2 separate regions of the Ostrinia nubilalis genome follow, and region 2 is linked to region 1. The links are chromatin contacts, called in public Hi-C maps. All regions are on one chromosome and are shown on one strand. Each heading gives the region's core, a stretch centred on a gene start, on an enhancer-like site or on the middle of the called end of the contact. The rest is flanking DNA. Distances are from core to core; before and after follow the strand shown.

Region 1 (5,251 bases), core at 2,039-4,538:
CCCCAAGCTACCCATCCTTATCGCTCGCGCGTAATTATATTGCTGTCGCGACTGTGCGACGGGCGCCCGCAGTGAGTGTGCGAGCGATAAGGATGGGTAGCTTGGGGTCATTGGACAAAATTCTACGTGCTCACGGACCAGGCTTTACACCGTTTACATCCATCCGTTTTTGGTCTATTCTTCAGAATAGTGGCTTGGGTTATTGTCTCGCGCGGCGCACGGCGACGATGGCGATGTTTTCGGGCGAGGCGGCGGCGGGCACGTAGCGGCGCAGCGCCGCGGGCAGCCCGAGCGCGCGCAGGCGCCGCGCGCGGCTCCAGTCCAGCAGCGCCTTGGCGCGCCGCCCCACGCTCTCGCGGACCGCTTGCGGCAGCTTGTAGCCTTTCGTTTCGGCGACCTCGCCTGCTGGCAAAAAACGTCGTCGTTTAGAATGGTGCGAAAACTTAATGTGCTGGACGTTCGTTCGTTTCAGCCGAAAGACGTGCCAGTGCAAGTCAAGTCAAGTGCAAGCAACTGGACAAAGGCCTCCCCCAAGGATTTCCACAAAGACCGGTCCTGCGCCGCTCGCATCCAGGCGCCTCCCGCGACCTTCACCAGATCGTCGGTCCACCTAGTGGGAGGCCTGCCTACTACGCTACGTCTTCCGGCTCGTGGTCGCCACTCAAGTCAAAAGTCTTTGACGTGTGTTGCCAGTGATGGTATACGGATCTGAGACGTGGTCGCTTACTATGGGCCTCATAAGAAGGCTCAAGGTCACCCAAAGGGCGATGGAGCGTGCTATGCTCGGAGTTTCCCTGCGTGATCGAATCAGAAATGAGGAGATCCGTAGGAGAACCAGAGTGACTGACATAGCCCGCAGAATCGCTAAAATCAAGTGGCAGTGGGCAGGGCACATAGCTCGTAGAGCTGACGGCCGCTGGGGCAGGAAAGTTCTTGAGTGGCGAGTGCTGGACGATATTAATTTGTGAAATTATATTACCTTCACCTTGTCCGTTTTCCGCCTGGCCGTCCTGGAGACGGCGCTGGCGGCTGCGGCCGTCGCCGCACGTGGCCCACGACACCACGCCCAGCAGCACGCCCAGCTCCTCCGCCGTGATGCCCATCTCCTGGTAACAACGTCTTATCGTAATCCGAGGCGGAAGATTACCAGTACAAGTGTCGATGGTAATGGCATTTATAAAGCGAACCACCAAAGGAATGAATACGAACGTAGAGGTGTTGAAGGCCGAAGAATGAGTTGGGGTCGCAGCGATGGTGGCAGCACGTCGCGATCACGACTCCCTGTGTTTTGTCCCCCAGCCCCTCCGACGTTATACATCGCAGTGCGAAGTCTGAAATAGAATTACACTGTACAACGAAAGAACGAAACATGAAAAGGGAATATGCTATTATACTTAAAAAAATCTACTGGATCAATGGTGGTGCTCTTGCTGCTATTGAACTACAGAGGTTACCTGGTCGAACCCTTTCATTTACAGTACGGAAGTACTTGTGATAATAACACTCACCAGTAGCTGCCCCGCAAAGATGTTTCGCAAACCCAACAACCCCGTCGCATTCTTGCACCACTGGAACTTTTTCGAGCGCCAGATCTGCTAAGTCTGCTCTGAGTCGTATCGGTGCTTCAGTACTAGAAGTTTCTGCATTCGCGTTTGCATACACTTCACCATTAGTCGTCTTAGCGAGATCGGCTTTGTGTTTGAAGACATGCGACGTTCCATTTGTTGATTCTGGTACAGATTTGTCAGGGAGCTCTTCTCTAGTGGCTGTCGTTTCAGATGAACTTGAGACAGTTCGGTTTTGGCTATTGTCAGTAGGAAGGAGTGTGTCCTCAGTGGAAGCCTCTTGTGCCTGGTTCCTGGCGGAGGTGTAGGCGACGTCGCGCAGCTTGTTGTCGCGCTTGTGGCGCAGCGAGGCGCGGTCCACCAGCAGCACGCCGCTGGCGCGCGTCACCGGCTCGCACCACGCGCGCCACGCGTAGTACGACATGTGGCCTGGGGAAAAATCACAAATTGCCATATGGAAAACAATATAAGTCGGTAGGGATAGTTTCAAACAGGTTGACATCAATATCATACTGCGATTCTAATCCTTTACAAAAGTGTAATAACCTTTGCCAGCACCCAGCTCCACATAGCAGGTCCTGTCCCTGACCAAGCCCTCCTGCTCGGCCAGCCGCAGCAGACTGGAGGCCTGCTGCAGGTGGCGCCGCGAGCTCTCCGTGCGGTCGCTCTGCTCGTAGTCCTCCTGCACGATGGGGTGGATGGGCTGTTCTTCCACTGTTGATATATTGTCCTTTACATACTCTGAAAATGTGATTCTTGGTTTGAAAAAGTCTAGCCTTCCTTATTAGTTCCAAAATAAAGGTTTATTGCAGCTCTAGCAAGAGTAACATTTTGGTCAGCTACTTACTTTCATAAAGTCTGTTAACTTTCTCAACTAGCTGTTCCATCATTTCCTTAGGTACTTCACTGAGGAGTGGCCTTGGATATCCCTCAGAGCTAGAACCTGCATTGATGCCTTTTACTATATACGGTGGTAGTTCGCCCTGCCGCGCGTTGCAAATGGATAGATGCTTCTGCAGTTTGCTAATGTAACAAGTGCTGTAAATAGGGGTAACTGTTTCAACTGCACATCAGATTGATAAATAAAGTTTAAATTATCTACATGTGATAATAGACAAGCAAACAAGTTGCAGTTAAAGTTAAATGGGACGTTTCAATAAGAGAGAGATGATAAGCATTTACATGGGCTAGGTACATAAGTGAATAATGTAATGCTTTAGCCTGTAGCTTAGCATGTACTCACTGTTTGGGATCATTTGGGCATGGAATGCGAGTATCAGCCTGTAGGGAAACAAAGAAATGATAAAAATGGCAAAAATAGTGATACAGTTTAGACATCCATATGGTTCATATAGTGCCATGATTTTTGTACAAGTTAAACCTATTAAAGTTATGATACGATTTAAATCACAGCTTTGACCAATTACATATAGTGGGTAGTAGTCAACCCAGACATTTAATGAATATATTTTCATCGAAAGCTTTTAGAAACTAGGGAATTTTTTACCTGTCCATCGTCAAGTTTAGGTTCTGGCTCATGCTCTCCGCAGTACTGTCGTCCCGGACGAACAGTCATGCGGCATAGCCGTTTCTTTCGAACGACAAAGTATTGACATTGCGGCGATTGTACTTCATTCAGAGATATCTTGAGTTTTTCCATTTTTATTGATTTTAGTGGTTTGTTTACAAAAGTTTTTGAGGTTATGACTTTCGTTTCAATGGCAGATCGGTGACGTACGTGAGCTGTCATAAATCAGCTGTTCAAATATATTTTTTTTACTATCATTATTTTAAATATTTATATCAATACTTTAAACTGTGAATCAATAAAATATAAATAATGTTAAATAACTTATTTATTCTTTATCATTATCATATAAGTTGATCAAGTGTGTCACTTATATGGGAGAAACCGAACGTTTTTTGATAGAACGTTTTGTCTGTCTGTTGGCAGTATTGTTTAATCGAAACGTCAACAAATTTTGAGGTTAGACGTAGCATCATTTTGGTTTGCTTTTGTTATTTTAGCATATTATGTAGTGTTAATGCGTTAAAATGAGCTCCCCAAGTAACGAAAATGAAGAACCGTCCTCTACAAGTCAGTTAGCAGACGATGAGCCCACCAGGAGCGGGGGCGAAAGCTCCTCTGCAAAGACGCAGCGACCGCCCGCCAAGCGGCGGCTTTCCAGCACGGTGATCGAGATTTCTGATACTGAGAGTGATGACTCTGATGTTTGTGCAGTGAATTCATACCAGGCTTCTGCCGATGAAGTCAAAAGGATCCGCGGGGGTGAGTTCCATTTAACCACTTGACGGCGCAAAAGCTTGATAACGCTAAGCGCGGGAAACTGAATTTCGAAATGTTGTTGTCTTTTTTTGGGCTGACTATAAATACTTGTAAGAACTTTGCTTAGTCACTATTTATTAAAATATATGTCTAGAATGATTGAATTTGTAATTCATGGAGATAAATTATATTTCAGCGGATTATTCTTCATCATCATCATCATCATCAGACTACAGCTCTGATTCTGAGTCCCCATGGGAAGATGACTCAGTGCTTGTGGAGGATGAGGACCTTACCAGTAAGCCTGTCAAAGCACAGCTTAACCCTCGAGCTAACAGAATGGACGAACCTAAACTTAACCCTACTCTCAAAGTGAGTTTTTTTAATACTATGTATCTGCTTGTATTCAAATGTTACTCAGATTCTGTTTTCAATTTAAGTGTGTTTCTATAATTTTCTAGTTTGAATCAATTTTCTTATACAATATGTCTCATATTTTTTTTGTCTAGGCACAAGAATTAAAAGATAGTCTAAAAACACACTGGAGCGAATGCAAGGACCACACAAGCAATGAGGTCACACTTACATGTGAACCTTTCCGAGTGTGCTTACTGCACAACTTACTAGACAACCCTGAAATCATCAACAACATAGTGGACGACATGAACACCTTGGACTGGTCGCGGAAGAAGATGGACCTGTTTGAGTTCCACCAGACCACAGACCTGGCCAGTCTCACATGGCAGCGGAGTATAAGGGGCATATATGAGCTTTTGAAGACTGAAGTGATGAGTTGGGTAAGGGTTCTATTCTTGTAAAAGTTCAACATTTTATGTATCTGTCATTTGACAAATGTCTTTTCAATTTTGAGTCACTGGTTAACTTTTAGGCTAATGTAAAACTGTTACCGTGCTCTCTGTATAGCATGTACACTGTATGTTATTAATTATTGGAGTAAAGAAAAAAAAATTGATTCTTATTAAAGCATATTAGAACACTACTGGTGGTGGAATGAATCACTTTTCTTAACATACCAAAATTTTATCATATCTTTTGTATATTTCTTTCTCTTTCTTTTCTTCTCTTGAGTGATATTGCAAGCATGTTTAATCTGTCTATACCTGATGAGCATTTTTTTTACTATCTAGCGGATTACAACAACAATAAATAAAATAGCGACGTTTTACCTGAAAATAAAACGTTTATTAAACATACTTACCTTATTCGAAGCCTTTATAATGAGAGTAGTGTCTGTCTTTTCCTGTTTGAGTACTAGTTTTGACGTATAATCTGCCCACGTGACTTCCGCTCCGGTCCCCCACCGCCTAAGCACGCCTCAATTAACGACACTAGCGCCACCAACGGTAGCTCGAAACTAGGTTTCGATATTCTCGCCATT
Region 2 (5,251 bases), core at 1,656-4,155, 140 kb after region 1:
TACAAAAACTCATATAACTATAATAATTATGATTTTAAAATATACTATCATTACAGTTCAACCGACTCACTTTAGTGTTTCACATTAAAATTTACATTCGTCATACCACTGCTGTTACGGCCGTCGCCACCGCGACCTCGCACGGACGGGCGCCACGAACACTGCAGTCCCGCGCCGGGAGCCGGCTCACTGCGGCTGGCTGGGCGGCGCGGCCTGGCTGGCCGACTTGGTGATGACGATGGTCTGCTTGCCGCCCACGCCCGCCTTGCCCAGCTGCAGCATGTTGGACGGCAGCGTGATGATCTTGTTCCCGCCCACCGTGTTCGCCGACACCAGCTTCACGATGGTGGCGCCGGGCGCGATGTTCTGCGCCTGCCCCGCGCTCGCCGGCGCCACCGCCCGGTTCTGCATCATCGCCATCTTCGGCACCGTCGCCACCGTCATCCCCGTCGACGTCTTCACCAGGGTCACGTACTGCGGCGCGTTGCTCGCTTGCGCGTTCGCGCCGGGCGTCTTCTTGATGATGACGGGGATGCCGGCGTTGCCGCCCGCCTGCCGCAGCACCGTGGTGCCGGCGGCCGCGCCCGCGGACGTCGCCACCGTCGCCGTCTGCTCGCCGGACTTGGCCGTCACGATCTTGTACACCGGCGTCTTCTGCCCGCCCAGCGCCCCGCCCGCGATCTGGATGGCGCCTCCGCTGCTCGCGATCACTGGCAGGTTGCCCGCGCCCAGTTTGACCGGCACTCCAGCCGCGACCTTGGTCTGCAGGTTCGCGACGCCCGCCTGTATGGGCACGCCGCCCGCCGTCTTCACTAGCACGTTGCTCGTGCCGATCTTCACGTTTCCGGCGCCGAGTTTTAATGGTACGTTCGTTGTGGCGACTTGACCCACTTTCTGTACGCTGTTCGTCGCTATCTTACCCTGCAAGTTGGCCGTGCCGATTTTCAGCGGCACCGCGCCGCCGGCCAGTTTGACTGGGACGTTTCCCGCTCCCAGCTTGACCGGAACAGCGCCGCTCCCGCCCGTCTTCACTTGCACGAACCTAGGCGTGACCGCGCCGGCGGTACCGGAACTGAGGACGATCTGTGCGTTCGATTGCGCCGTCGACACTCGAACGGTTGTCGGAGTGGCGACACCGCTGACGATTCTGGTGACGCCTTGAGGAGTAACAGCGGCGACTTTGATCTGTTGCGAGGAACCTGGTGCAGGAGACTTGACCACAGTTTTGCCTTGATAAGTAGTGATTTTCTGAGTGGGCGTATGAGGAGATATTTTGACGGCGGTCGGTTGCGTCGGGACTTTGATAGGTCCGGAGACGATTTTTTGTGGCGTAGAGACGATCGGGGTGGCGACAGGCGACGCGGCGACCGCGACGGGCCGCGCGGGAATGTCCGCCGGCGTGGGCAAACCGGTGGACACGGGCGACGTGAGACCGAAGGCTTTGCTGGCTGCGTCGGGCTGCGGGGTCACCGGAGACGCCGGCGGCGGCGCGGCCACGGGCTCGGCGGTGGCCGGGAAGCGCGCCGGGGTCACCTTGCCGCACTTCTGCACTTGAAGGACGTAAGTCGTGATGGTGTTCATCGCGGGCCAGCACAGCTCCAGCGACGTGGTGCCGGCGCGCACGAGCGCCACGCGGCCTGCTTGCGGCGGAACTCCGACTTCCAAATACCAAAGGTCTTTACAGCAGATTTGATTGTTCCAAGTTTTCCTGTATCCGTCACGTCCAGACCAAATGTACAGCCTTGTCTGAATGGCGACAGCGCTGTGACCGGCTCTAGCTCTAGGTACGCACTCTTCAAACTTATCCAATGCAATGTTATCCCATGTCATATTTTCTAGATTGAGTGATGCAAGAGTGTTAGTGCATTTCCATTCTTTTTCATGAGTGGCAAGTTTAGATTCATCAGGGACTAAAGGCACCCAACCTCCATACACGTACATGTGTTGTCCGATCACTGTTGCAGTGTGGAGGGATCGGGGAAGTGGTGCAGGCCCTCCAACTTCTGGACGTGACCAAGACATGCTGTCCACGTCTAGCACCCAGAGGTCACCGAGGCGAGATCCACTCATGCCACCATAAATAATTAGGGATGATTTGCCACTATTTTTGTCTGTGTAGGCCACACCACTGTGCGATTCCCGCGGTGGAGGTGACTGGCCATAAGTCAAAGGTATGTCCCATACCGTCATTGACGAATTGGGGTACAGTTCTAGAGTGTACAAGTCGTTGAGATACCTCGGAATATTGTTCTTGGGATCGTCACTTTCATTCGCCAGACCTCCAAAAAGGTAAACTTTCCCATTGAGTAGGGTGAAGCTGTGACCGAGTCTGGGGCACGGCGGGAGTCCCTGCTTGGGTGGTAGAGGCTTCAATCGCTTCCATTCCCACCGCGAGGCCTGCAGTTCGTACAAATCGTTAGAATACTTGCCGTACTCGACCATGCCGCCAAACACCAGAAGTCTCGTCCCGTCGACCACGAAACCGTAGGCAGCGCATCCTGGAGGCACTTCTCCCTTTGTGACGGGAACAAACCATTGGTTTGTGGTGGTGTTGAAGACGTGAAGCTCATGAACTATTCCTTCGTTTCCGCCGCCGAAAACTATCATCAAATCTTTGATGGCGACCGCGCGATGGCCATGCCGGGGACGTGGTTGAGGGCCGGTGGGATTGAAGACTTTTTGCCACTTAAGTACCGCGTTTTCCTTCATTTTTACTATACATTTGTCACTAAAAGCTTTACACCGTATGTATCGCTCGGGATGCGTATCTACAGCATAGACAATGAGAAACGTCGTAAATAAGCTTTGAAGAAAATATTCGGGTCACTTGCAGCTACATAGGAAGATCCAATTCATCTTTCTCTTTCCCACTTTAGTGTTTCGCCTATGAGTAAAAAAAGATCACCTTATGCAGCTTACAGCGTACAACAAAAATGGCGTTAGCAACAGCGCTACCAACCTTAAATAAATAATAAGATCGGCGTCGGACGTCAAGAAATTGTCTATGGGTGACTTTAGTTTTAAAAAAAGAAAAAATCAGCCAGAATCATTATTACAAGTTTGAACTCGTTATCTATATCGTTATTTATTCATTTACTGCAAATGCCTATTTTTTCTTTCTTTCTTTCAAAACTCATTTACTTTTAGGTTATTGCCAAATATTTTTTCTATAGCTAAAAATTATCAATATTTTAAGTAATTTGCCCTAATCTGCTCCTTTAAAGAATTGCACTTTTTGATCTGTTTTGACTTTTGACCGAATCGAAAATCGAATCCGACATAACCCCATACAAAAAAGGCCTTTATTTTTCGACTGGTTTGCGAATAATGTGCACGTTGTCTATATCCACTGATCTTCTATTTATTTATTTTTTGCAAGCAGGCTTTTAAAAGCGATTTTGCACATCCCAAATATAACTTGCCTAATGCCCGTTTCCACCATCAGTCCCTAATTTTTAAGTGACCCCTATGGTAACAAATAACATGAATTTTGTTTACATAGGTGTCACTTAAAACTTAAAAATTAGGGATTGATGGTGAAAATGGGCATAACACAATAGGGATGATGGCTGGGTAATGAAATCGAAATTCTATTTAGTCCGTCAGACAGATAATTAGATAATATTAGACTCATATTTTTTAATTTTTTCCGTAAATCGAATAATTACAGTATTAAATTGAGTTAAAATGTCGCGTGATGTCACTTTTGAGTAAAAATTCTACTCAAGCGTGACGTATCGCGCCATTTCAACTCGATGTAGCACTGTTATTTAATTATGAAAGAAAATAAAAAATATGAGTCTAATATTTTCTAATTATCTGACGGACAAATAATTGAAATTTTGTCATCTAGCCTATTATTACAAAAATTGCAGGTTTTGTATTTTATCTAAAGTAAGTATATTAGCAATTTATAAATACGAAAATTACTAATAAATAATCCCGTTAATCCTTCGTGGTGAATTCGATCGAATATGATAGTGTAAACTTACGGTTTAGTTCGTTCGTTTGTTCTGTGCGCGGTTTCACGCGTGTTCAATCAAGTTCACGCTTATAGGCCAGTAGAATTAAACACAAAAATTGATTAAATCGGAAATAATTCCTACAAAAGATTTTTTTGCTTTAATGGCTTCATTGGTTGCCCATTAAGACTCTCCTAAGTTTTCGACTTCGACGGAGTTGTGCTTAAGTGGTGAAGGCCCCCGAAAGGGGCGTTTTTTCGGTTTTCCGGTTATACCGCGTAAAGGACTTACCCTATCGAAAAGTGGTCTTCATGACGGTTAAAGGGCACTTAATCCTATTCATAAGAAGTCTTATTCATAAGACCAAATTCATATGTTTTGGACAAACCGTTCTCGCGCTAAAGTTCGGCAAAGTAGAAAATATACGTATAATTAATGACCCTCTCCACGTCCAATGGCTTGTTACCCACATGCTTCCAAGCCTTGTAAAGGGTCGCCTTAACCAGTGTAACCCTAACAAGGCTCACGAGTTTGATTCGCTTATCCTTGTTCGTCCCAGCCGTTCCTTAACTGCGGTTGCTGCACTGGCACTCTCCTGAACGACTCTGTGTTACCTAATGTGGCTGCCCCTCTTCCTTGTACCCTCCTGTACGATTTCATTGGTTAGCCATATGCCTGGTCCAAGGTTCGACGCCACAAAATCAACTTCGTACAAGTGAAAATAGTTTAAATACTATTTCCAGTGCTTGCAACATTTTTCTTTACTGCTTCGCCTCTATTGGTCGTAGAGTGATTGTATATATCCTATAGCCTTCCTCAATGTATGAGCTATTCAACACAAAAATTATGATTTCAATCAAACTAGTAATTCTTAAGATTAGCGCGTTCAAACAAACAAACAAAAAACTCTTCAGCGTTTTAATATGAACTTGTTGTTGTTGATTTTTGGCGTCGAACCTTAGACCAGGCATACGGCTAGGCAACGTAGTCATGCAGGAGGATACAAGGAAGAGGGGCAGCCACAGTAGGTAACACAGAGTCGTTCAGGTTAGTGCCAGGAAGAGGTGCAGCAACCGCAGTTAAGGAACGGCAGGGACGAACAAGGATAGGCGCATCCAGCTCGTAAGCCTTGATAGGGTTACACTGGTTGAGGTGGCCCTTTTCAAGACTTGGAAGCCTGTGGGTAACAAACCATTGGACGTGGAGAGGGTCATTAATTATACACATATTTTCTACTTTGCCGAACTTTAGCGCGAGAACGGTTTGTCCAAAACATATGAATTTGGTCT

Evidence for each region. A called contact is a pair of places that touch in the nucleus more often than the background predicts.
Region 2: a Hi-C map of whole body shows a contact between it and region 1, with 7 times the contacts expected there. The contact joins the promoter of LOC135081008 here to the promoter of LOC135081241 in region 1. A contact is called at or near these places in 3 of 5 Hi-C or Micro-C datasets (all in whole body).

Annotation. Positions count from the first base shown.
Region 1 is chr19:225,880-231,130 of ilOstNubi1.1, forward strand. LOC135081241 (tRNA:m(4)X modification enzyme TRM13 homolog) reads right to left here and starts at 3,289. Exons shown (of 8, transcript XM_063975987.1): 1 at 3,073-3,289; 2 at 2,809-2,846; 3 at 2,413-2,603; 4 at 2,112-2,306; 5 at 1,509-1,994; 6 at 1,210-1,331; 7 at 980-1,106; 8 at 1-402. The coding sequence starts at 3,225. The coding sequence ends at 200. LOC135081007 (prolyl 3-hydroxylase sudestada1) reads left to right here and starts at 3,498. Exons shown (of 9, transcript XM_063975729.1): 1 at 3,498-3,855; 2 at 4,049-4,224; 3 at 4,362-4,649. The coding sequence starts at 3,621.
Region 2 is chr19:365,184-370,434 of ilOstNubi1.1, forward strand. It overlaps LOC135081008 (host cell factor 1), which reads right to left and starts at 2,906. Exons shown (of 1, transcript XM_063975730.1): 1 at 1-2,906. The coding sequence starts at 2,709. The coding sequence ends at 187.